2 separate regions of the Gasterosteus aculeatus genome follow, and region 1 is linked to region 2. A link is a contact called in public Hi-C data. All regions are on one chromosome and are shown on one strand. Each heading gives the region's core, a stretch centred on a gene start, on an enhancer-like site or on the middle of the called end of the contact. The rest is flanking DNA. Distances are from core to core; before and after follow the strand shown.

Evidence for each region. Hi-C and Micro-C count contacts between places; a contact is called where the count stands out from the background.
Region 1: a Hi-C map of skeletal muscle shows a contact between it and region 2, with 6 times the contacts expected there. The contact joins two enhancer-like sites. A contact is called at or near these places in 2 of 6 Hi-C or Micro-C datasets (skeletal muscle and whole body).

What each region holds. Positions count from the first base shown.
Region 1 is chr16:5,925,998-5,931,413 of fGasAcu3.hap1.1, forward strand. It overlaps dnah7 (dynein, axonemal, heavy chain 7), which reads right to left. Exons shown (of 66, transcript XM_078090071.1): 48 at 5,383-5,416; 49 at 4,293-4,447; 50 at 2,646-2,836; 51 at 315-448; 52 at 1-229. Among protein-coding and RNA genes, the nearest start is that of slc39a10, 38 kb to the left of the region's middle. Within about 2 kb of position 4,149, at least 1 of the 9 cell types and tissues checked has open chromatin away from gene starts, as enhancers often do.
Region 2 is chr16:5,535,183-5,540,407 of fGasAcu3.hap1.1, forward strand. It overlaps tmeff2a (transmembrane protein with EGF-like and two follistatin-like domains 2a), which reads right to left. Exons shown (of 11, transcript XM_078091197.1): 7 at 4,513-4,548; 8 at 4,280-4,409; 9 at 2,197-2,355; 10 at 2,044-2,096. Among protein-coding and RNA genes, the nearest start is that of trnas-aga, 4.9 kb to the left of the region's middle. Within about 2 kb of position 2,754, at least 1 of the 9 cell types and tissues checked has open chromatin away from gene starts, as enhancers often do.

The DNA.
Region 1 (5,416 bases), core at 2,899-5,398, 390 kb after region 2:
AGCGATGGAGAAGAACAAGGTGGCCGAGTGCACGGCAATGGGTGTGTAGCCCATGCGAGTCTCGTCAATCTTCCGCTCCGTGACCTCGGCCACGGCCTGCTTCTCCGAGATCTCGTTGGCCAGCACTTTGGAGCAGGAGAGAATCTTGACGGCCGTCTCGTCCTCCAGGATGTTGCCCTTGGAGGTAGAGAGCACCTCTAAGATTTTATCTTCAATCTCCTTCAGTTGTCTGTCAGAAATGCGAGAATAATTCGACAGGTCTTGACACACTTTGTTTGGTTAGCTAAATTCTCGTACTGACTTTTCCAACGTACCTTTTGTTCTCCGCTCCTTGCAGGATGAGAGCCTGTTTCTCCTCCTCCAGGTCGGGCCTTTCCCGGGCCACCACAATACCCAGCAGCTGGTCCTGGATGCCCTCTGGGGTGATCATGAAGTTCAGAAGGGTCACCTGCGGCACAGAGGAAGATCCACATAGACATGCCGTACAGTACAAAGTATTACGTGTGTGTGTTTTGGGCTGTTTAGCCCCCACCCTTGCTCTTGGTACTTTACAGTACAGGTTTCAGCATCCGTGCAGTTCTTCCTACCTTCTATCCACTCAATTCCAACAACCACTCTAGCCTTGGCAAAGCACAGGTAGAATGCTTTTTTTTTTTTTTTTTATGTGAAAGGTGTTGAAGTGTGTCTTTTACCACACAGCCTTAGTCATTCTGCGCCGCACTTACCCGGAGGTTAAAAGCCTATATCTGCTATCTACTCCCTGCCCTAATAAACGAGTGCACTTCTCCGGGACCTAATTCCATTTCTATTGATGCCACGGACCCACTCAGCTGGTGGTAAAGACTCGTGCCTATATAAATCTCCCATTTGTCCTTTTCACACATACACCCTCCTTCTTCGCTTCCCTTCGTCCCTTGAGCTCCTTTAGGCCTGCTTTACTGGATATTTGCCCTCTTGTATAGAAAGCATAGCATTTCCCAAAAAAAGCCTTTATGGATACAATGGAAGCCCTTTAGTATACTGTACTGTAGGAAGGAAAAGACAAAAGCAAGAAAAAAAAAATCTAGGCAGTTTTGAAAAATGAGTTGAATCTAATGGCTGCCCATAAAGACGAGGCCCTGCAAATAGATGCTTGAAATGTGATCTTCAGTAATGCTTTCCAACCCCTTGCTCCTTAGTAATGCAGTTTCCTTTAATACTCTTTTTCGTTCGGGGGGGAAGTGTGTGCTCCAGTGGAGAGGTGCTATCGGGGAATAATGATTCAGCGTGTTGCTGGGGTAAAAACATGCTGCCATTTGAGTGGTATGATACAATAAGTGGGAACAAACGAGGAAAGGTAGAGCTCATCTATCTGTAGGGGGAAACAACGCTGTATAGCACAACAAACATGTTGTTTATTTCAGATGTTAAATAAACAAGACGAGTCTGCAGCCATGCTGGCAGCTTTGTTTGGAACAGGAGTGAACAGGACTGAAATCCCCAAATCTGTTTAATTGCATGCACCATATGCATAAAAAATGCTTACATGCTTATATTTAGTAGGTATAATTTTCATTTTAAACATCCTAATATAGCTTGACTAGCATGCTAATCTTTACAAATTGGTTGTTATCCCAATTCCCAGCTGAGGCCCACGGCAATGTCTTGGTGGTCATAACTTCTAGTAAAATAATGGACAATTTGGAGCGGTTTTGACTCAATGGTGGCTCTGGATGAAAAGTCAATGGATCACTATTATAATTACAACCAAGTCCCTTGCAAATTTCATGGCAATTTATCAAATAATCTAAAAGAAAAAAGAAACTAGGGTGTCACAGCGATACGTTGTTCACCATGCAATATTTTGTGCCAATCCATCTAGCAGGTATTTCCATATTTCCTTGTATAACTCAAAACTTTGACCCGCTTGTCATCACCAAGGTCATAACGGGGTTATCCTCTGGGGACCATGAGTGGAAATAATTGCAGCAATCCATCAAATAGACAATGACATAGTTCATTCTTCACCTAAGTGGTGCACCGACCAGTCATGAAACATTCTCCATAGCGAGGCTAAAAACCCATTCCGCCTTTTAGAACCCCCCGGATTTTGACAAGATTACAAGACTTGACAAGACTATCACATCAACTGATACCGCCCCCACAAAAAAATCAGCTTGCATGATGCATACCGAAAATACACTGCTCCATATAGCAGTCACACTTCAGTGACAACCAGCATGTGCCGTTATACAAATCCCAGGAGATGACAGAACAAACTAGCTGGACTGCTATTCGGTGTGATGGGAATGAGACTTCCTGTGAGACTCTGCTGTCTAGTAACTCTTTCCAGTAACTTCTGTTTTTGCAGCTGCTTTCTTGTGGGACATCCCCACTGAAGGGTAGCAGCTCAATCTGCATTAAAAGGTTTAAAAAACTTGGTGGAGTGTTTTTTTGTGTGTGATTTGTGGTCTGTGGGGTTGGCGGTACACACATGCCCATTTTGAAGACCCGGCCTGTTTGCGTGGAGGGGGCCGTAGCATTGCTATGCGTTTAGAGTGACTGTAGTTTCCATGTCAATAATAAAATGAGTTTATGCAACGTGAAACTGTCCTAGGATACAAAGAAAATGTAATGCAGCCGGAGGATGTTTCTCACTGCTGTACCTTGACGGAGGTCTCAGGCAGGTAGTGCGGGTTGCGCAGCTTGGTTGTGATGTAGAAGCGAAATTCGGGAGCATATTCGATGGTGGAGTCCCCGAGGCGGATACACAAAGCACCACCTTGTTTAAAGGTCTGTCTCAGCAGCAGAGGCTCCAGGATAGGGTCCAGCTCCTCTCCGACATTCTCCAGCAGCACTGAAAGGAAATGTTCCATATTTATTTAGATTTTGACATCAAGGGAGGATGACACTTTTTGGTAGTTTGCTTTTTTGCAGTACAGTTTGCTGACCTTTGCGCTGCGGTGGAGTCCAGGTCAATAGCTAAAAGGGATCGCTCATTCTCTGTGAAGATCCATGGTAGCCTTCCCTTTAGCACCAGGTCAGCCAACATTCACAGCTAATATTATGGTTTTCGTAGAAAAAACATGATTCTTTTTGTTTTGCTTGTATTAACTGGTGTCTTTACATGTCTGACTTCCTCGCGTGTGGCTTCCTGCCTTTGGGAAGCACTTGACGATGCGCATGTGCTGCACAGGTTTGACAGTGTTCAACACCAAGAAACCAGTGAGGCAAGTATAACATTATCAAGTGCCTTATTCCCATGACATCATTATTAATGGGATTTCACATTAAGTATGATAATGCTGTTCTGATGTTAAGAACAGTAGCCTATGTATAATTGACCTGACGCCTGAGGTGATAACAAAAGTTTTTATATGGCATTCGGAGCCAGTGACAGCTGATGAACTTTCTTTCTGAAGATAGTGAACCAAATCAGGTCATCCCACTTCTCAGATTGTTTTTGAGTAGTATTTTATCTTGGTACATCATGTTAATACGGCAAATATTTCAATACTATTGTGTATCATATACCTAATCTTTTAAGAAATTCGTCAGGGATTTTTTTTCAACCGTGATCAAATAAAGAACACTTGCATATCATCGGGATTACAGGCAGCAAATAAAACAGCAAGAACTTGTAAAACTGTGAAGTAGACGGTGAAACTGCAGCCTCCGGGGACTATTTGGCACCCTGCAAGGACAAAAGACTCTCTGAACCGTTAGCCTTGCAATCTGCCAGTAAGCAAAGACCCAGTAGCTGGGTCATTATTTAGATGTGTTTTTAATAGCTGTATAGCTGTTTCTGTCCTCTTCTAGCTTGAATTCTTCCCTTGCTATTCCCCTCAACCAGCAGACTAAGAGTAAAAGACGACTAAAGTATGAATAAACACGCACTGCTCAAAGAACAGCAGGGTTTGTGACATGACAACACAAGGGAATATGACTCTGATACTGGGCAAGAGGAATCTTTGTGCAGACTGCAGTGTATTTGATCTCTCCACTACGCGTACGATTCACAGTAGTTTTACATACTGGTGGTGCAGTAGGTCCGAATAACAGTTAATTTGAACATCTCACTCCGAAATATTGCTGGTATGAATCCCTCCTCTGCAGAACAGAGAACAAAGGAGAAAAACATTCTCTGCACAGCGATAATCAGTCCCTGTGGTAAAGAGAGACCTCAGCAGGTGTAAAAAGGAACTGCGACAAAGTGGGTGAGGCACACACACACACACACACACACACACACACACACACACACACACGCAGCAACAGCAGAGGCATCAAATGAGAGAAAGACTTGTGCTCACCTGGCGTGCCAAACTGGATGCAGTTCTCCAGAGTGCGTACAAAGTCAGCATCACTCAGCTTAATGATATGCAGACTATTGGCCTTCTCCATGTTTTTCACCCACTTGTTGGCCTGGCCCTGGGGATCAATCATCAGGGGCCACCGCCTGGCGTTCCTACAAGCACAACACACACACACACACACACACACACACACACACACACACACACACACACACACACACACACACACACACACACACACACACACACACACACACACACACATAGAGGTGGGGGATCAGTTGGTGTTGCCTTTGTGAAAGATATTGACTCAACTATGAGCCAACACGACGATAGGAGGCATGTTGGCGGATAAAAATTAAGATGTACAGAGACAGGAAATTTACTTTGAGCACAGTTCACAGCCGGGTCGCACACCAGGAGCTGTGATATTGTGATTAAAAAGGAATGTTACTTCTTCATTTACACAAACAAGCAGATGCCTCATGTCTTTATTTTACTGCACTTTAAGGTTGAATCGCATAATGTAACTTGGGCTTCCAGGAAAGGTTACCTCCTCTTCCTTCATTAGGGTAGACAGATTCGCAGTGGGCAATTTAATCATGACCCAGGAATTGTAACACATTGTGCTCCAGGTACAGATACATCTGCACTCTGTTGGCATGACAAACTAAATAGCAGCCAGCAGGTTCCATGAAAATATTCATGGTCAGAGCTAGCAGAGGCTCTTTGAGTTTTGAAGAAAGCCCATTGCTTTACCTCTATTTCAGCAACAATTTGCATGCTCTAAAATGCTGCTTTCACTTGAAAAAATGACTTTTAAAAATGCAGTTGTCAGTGTGTGTGTTCATGTTATTGTACCATCTTAAGACATTCTCCAAATCCTGTCCTTGCACTGCATTTTGCAGCTTTATTGTGTAGGATTTTTTTTTTACAGTGGCTGTTGGCCAAATGTCTATTAAATAACTGATTAGGAGCATCTTAAAAGTTGCTTGAGTTTGTTGATTCTCCTCTCTCACAATATTAGCCTGAGTACTGAGGGTTTTCAGAATTACTTGTCAATGTAAAGATGGTCTGTAATACTCACGAGATTATGATACCGTTATCTATGGAGAAACTGT
Region 2 (5,225 bases), core at 1,504-4,003:
GAAGGCAAAGTAACAACAAACTACTACGGCTCGGAGGTGCACGCGCTCCCCGATGCCCACTGTCCGTTGGGCCGACGGCGCGGCAGACACACACTGCGTTGGAGCCTGCAGACCGGGTCGAGACCGAGGACGGGCGAGAGCGCTGATCTTAACAGCTCGGAGCGCTTCACCCACAAAAGGGGGGTTGTGATGGGGTTGTGATGCGGTTGGGATGGGGTTGTGATGGGGTTGTGATGGGGTTGTGATGCGGTTGGGATGGGGTTGGGATGCGGTTGGGATGGGGTTGTGATGGGGTTGGGATGCGGTTGGGATAGGGTTGTGATGGGGTTGGGATGGGGTTGTGATGGGGTTGGGATGCGGTTGGGATAGGGTTGTGATGGGGTTGGGATGGGGTTGTGATGGGGTTGTGATGCGGTTGGGATAGGGTTGTGATGGGGTTGGGATGGGGTTGTGATGGGGTTGGGATGCGGTTGGGATGGGGTTGTGATGGGGTTGGGATGCGGTTGGGATAGGGTTGTGATGGGGTTGGGATGGGGTTGTGATGGGGTTGGGATGGGGTTGGGATGGGGTTGTGATGCGGTTGTGATGGGGTTGTGATGGGGTTGGGATGCTGGGATGGGGTTGTGATGGGGTTGTGATGGGGTTGTGATGGGGTTGTGATGCTGGGATGGGGTTGTGATGGGGTTGTGATGCGGTTGGGATGGGGTTGTGATGGGGTTGTGATGGGGTTGTGATGCGGTTGGGATGGGGTTGTGATGGGGTTGTGATGGGGTTGTGATGCGGTTGGGATGGGGTTGGGATGCGGTTGGGATGGGGTTGTGATGGGGTTGGGATGCGGTTGGGATAGGGTTGTGATGGGGTTGGGATGGGGTTGTGATGGGGTTGGGATGCGGTTGGGATAGGGTTGTGATGGGGTTGGGATGGGGTTGTGATGGGGTTGTGATGCGGTTGGGATAGGGTTGTGATGGGGTTGGGATGGGGTTGTGATGGGGTTGGGATGCGGTTGGGATGGGGTTGTGATGGGGTTGGGATGCGGTTGGGATAGGGTTGTGATGGGGTTGGGATGGGGTTGTGATGGGGTTGGGATGGGGTTGGGATGGGGTTGTGATGCGGTTGGGATGGGGTTGGGATGGGGTTGTGATGCGGTTGGGATGGGGTTGGGATGGGGTTGTGATGGGGTTGGGGTTGGGATGGGGTAGTGATGGGGTTGGGGTTGGGATGGGGTTGGGTATTTAAAGCTTTTCCTAAACCTTACTGGGTATGTCTGTGGCCTGAATGAGTGTTTCACAATCTTTTTTTGGTGTTTTAGTCGCCTAAATAGAAATCACTCTTTTCGTCACGTGGACCGTTTTATGAGCATACGTTGCATTACAGCCACCATTAGGGGCCGTGACCATTAGGGGCCGTGACCATTAGGGGCCGTGACCATTAGGGGCCGTGACCATTAGGGGCCGTGACCATTGGCGGGGCTCACATGATGGATGTTTCCAGCACCTTGTTGAGTCGGTTCCCACGAAGGATAAAGCACGCCGTACCTCACAAAGGGCATCTATTCATTCCCCTACACATTTTGTTCAAACTCAACTCCACTGAAACGAGTGAGAGCCGCGTGCTGCATTGTGAGATGTTTTTTTTAATAGTTGTCGCTCTGAATGATTGTGGCCCAGCAGCCAGACGCCCTAATCGATTGGAGTGTGTGCTCAATGAAATAATTCTCTTTCCTTCTCCTCCCCTTTGTCTCTCTCCCTACGCCCTTTACCGCCGCTCGCTCGTCCTCTTTGTCTACGGCCCTCTTGCTCAGAGGGGCAGTTTCGTCTCTGCCAAAACTCTTTTACAAATCTTTTATTAAATGTTGTAAATTGGGTGAGCTGGAGGCAGAGACGGCCCCATGCTATTTATATAAGTGTGTGCGAGGGAGCTTTTACTGTAAATACAAAAGTCAGATATCTCTGTGCTTGTGTGAACACTGAATGTTTTCTTCATCTGTGTGTGTGTGTGTGTGTGTGTGTGTGTGTGTGTGTGTGTGTGCCTCAGCAAGGTGACCTTTCAGCTGTTTCCTCCGGGCTCGGGACCCCCTGCAGGCCCTCCTGTGACTCCTAAGTACAGACCGCGTGAAAAACACTGCTGCCCAGCTCGTTAGTATGAATGTGACTGTGCGTGTGCGTGCGTGTGTGTGTGTGTTGGGAATTGACTCACCTTGTAATGCAGAGCACCACCACACAGATGATGACCACCTGCAGCGCTCCAATGATGGAGGCGATGAGGACGTAGTGCAGTTTGCCGGAGCCCGGCACCACGTAGAGCACGTTGTACTCTTTGACGTCACACTGGGGGCCTCTGAAACCCGAGTGACAGCTGGGAACGCACACGCACATGAAGTGAGATGGAAAGAGAGAGAAAGAGGGAGTCATTTCTTTTGCATCGGGGAGACGGGTCCATTGTTCCCGTATCGTTTCTAATTGAGACGTCAGTTCCCGTTTGGTAAAGGCGTCGCGATGGAACGATCCTTTTGTGTCGGCGGAGCGCCGTGAGGATGTTCATCATCATTTGCCTTTGGTCAAACAGCAGCGGCAGTGAGCCGCGTTTGTCACATGGTCACAGAACAGCGACGTGATGGACGGTCTAATCACCATCGTCAATGTGACGGTGGTACTTCAGAAAAGCAACTTAAAAGCACCAGTAGGGACGTGCGGCGTCAACGTAATTGGCGCTTTCGGATTGAGTCGGCTTAGTGTGGACGCAGTATGAGAGAGAGCCAGAAACACACACACACACGCACACACGCACACACACAGAGGGGGGAGAAAGAGACTAATAGAGATGATTTCTGTCCTCAGAGAGGAGCTAAAATGGTTCCCCTTTTAATCTCTTGTTCTCTCTCCATCTCCCCTAGACTTTCCTCTCTGGGGAGGTTGTTACAAACCAACACCTGCATGTCCTTGTTTGGTACGGACACACACACACACACACACACACACACACACACACACACACACACACACACATACACACACACACACGCACACACACAGAGTCTCCTTCACATTCTCCGACACAGGGTGAGAGGAACATTGCAACCCCGTTCTGTTTGTGCTCGCTGCTCTCGCACAGAGAGACCACTATGCCCCCTCCCACCCAGACCTCCCTCCCCGCACTGATCATTAGGACACAACCTCCAGGACGCTCCTGCAGCCAGCAGGGGGCAGCAAAGACCTTTCGCAAAGCCTTCACCTGCGGATCCCTGCTCTATATGCATGAAGAATGGACGTCTGGCTGGGTGAGCCGGGGCGATCGAGGTTGTAGAGAAAAGAGAGAGAGAGAGAGAGAGAGAGAGAGAGAGAGAGAGAGAGAGAGAGAGAGAGAGAGAGAGAGAGAGATAGTGGGAGCGAGCGATACCAAGACCCCCTTGGCTGAGGCGCTATCGGGCCGTAAAAGACGGCAGACCTGAGCCGCACACATGTGCGTTCATTGTGTGTGTGTGTGTGTGTGTGTGTGTGTGTGTGTGTGTGTGTGTGTGTGTGGGGGGGGGGTTAATAGCCTTCCTCATTGTACCTTTATCTAAATGCATGTCTGGGCTGCCTGTGTCCACGTCTATCTTGTGTGCTCAGGTGAACACTGTGTGCGTGCTGAAAGGTTGCAGCTGTGCGCCTGCTGCTCTGCAAGTGTGTGTCTGTGTGTGCGTGAAGTGGCTTTGCATGCATTTGTTTTCAGAATACTTATGAAGCCAAAATAGGACCAAGGAAAGTCCAAGGTCAGGGCAGACATCTGCACCGTGTGCGTGTTGGTTGGTTCGCTGTATTCTGGGAATCACTGAGGGGAATGAAACAAGGTCTTCTTTTCAAAGTTGAGTTTTTGTTCCACTTCAAGCTGAGCCTCCGGTGTGGTGAGACGTTATATTAACAAAAAGGATGGCCAAGCATAAAAAAGCTATGAAAGAGTCCTTTTGCTTCATGCAGGACTCACTCATAGCCGTGATATTGTCAGAGTTACTATGTAAAGAGATTCGATGACGGCATGAATTGAGTCTAATTTGTTGCTGCATAAGAATCCCTGCGCACCGGCCCATAATTAGCTAACACGCATAGAGCCTTATATATAACTACCAAACCCCCCCAATTCACCTCATATTTAGAAAATATGGCTTCCTTTTTAGGAATGTTGTAAACTTGTTTGCAAATATGGTGCTATTAAGTGTTGACAAATGTATAAAAAACACAAAATGATACCGATACGACAGATGACAACTGACTGTCCCGACCCCTCCCTTGTGTTTGTGTACCTGCAGGAGGGCTGGGCCACGATACTTGGGAACTGACACTCGCCGTGGACGCAGTAGTTCTTGTAGTGATCCGGACAGGGGATGTACAGGCCGCGGGCCAGCTCGTTCCTCGTGTCCTCTTTCTCCTTGACTGCCAAACACACGCGCACACAACACGTCAACAATTCACTGCCTGCAAATGCTGTACGAGAACGATGCAGGTTTCAGAATGGGAGGATCCGCCACGCACTCACCTGTGTTGTCGGTCCGGGCGTCGATGTTGATGTCGCCTGGAAAGGTCGAAAACAAAAAAACAACAACATTTATATACGGATTTCATGTCCCCCCCAACCTCCGCCATGGCTCCGCCCCCCTCCGTTATGGGTCACACAATCCAACCGATGCCGGGTGGAGGAGCTCGACGTGGATCACGGCCTCGACAAAGGGTTGGCCCGGTGTGTGTACCTGTCTAGTTAATGTGTATGTATGTGAGATTCCCACTGAAAAAGTGAGAAAGTGTCACCAAAGTCTTTCACTGAACAAAGGGTGAGATGGAGCAGAGCCTGGTGGGAAAGATCAGAGCGAATAATGGTTTCTTTGCTCACCTTATTGACGGCACATTGACTTTCTCCTTCCACAATGGCTAGAGAAAATCTCCTAACAATTACTATCATTTCATTGCAATTGATTTCTTTCAGTGGTCCGTGAATTTATTCCCCTTAAACTGAGTCTGTGAAGTATTTCCCCGGGTTTATGATGCAATTAATTTGTTTTTTGTCCCGTATTTATTTTTGTTTTTTTTATTGGCTCTTGGAACGCCAGCGGAAGAATAACAATAGAAAGAAAGGATTGTTTCCCCTAGTTCAGAACCTCACATATTTCTCTCACCCTCCTTTAATATTCCCCAGCTTCACATCGATTAAACCATGAGGTCTTCATGATAGGACACCGCAAATTGTGAACTATT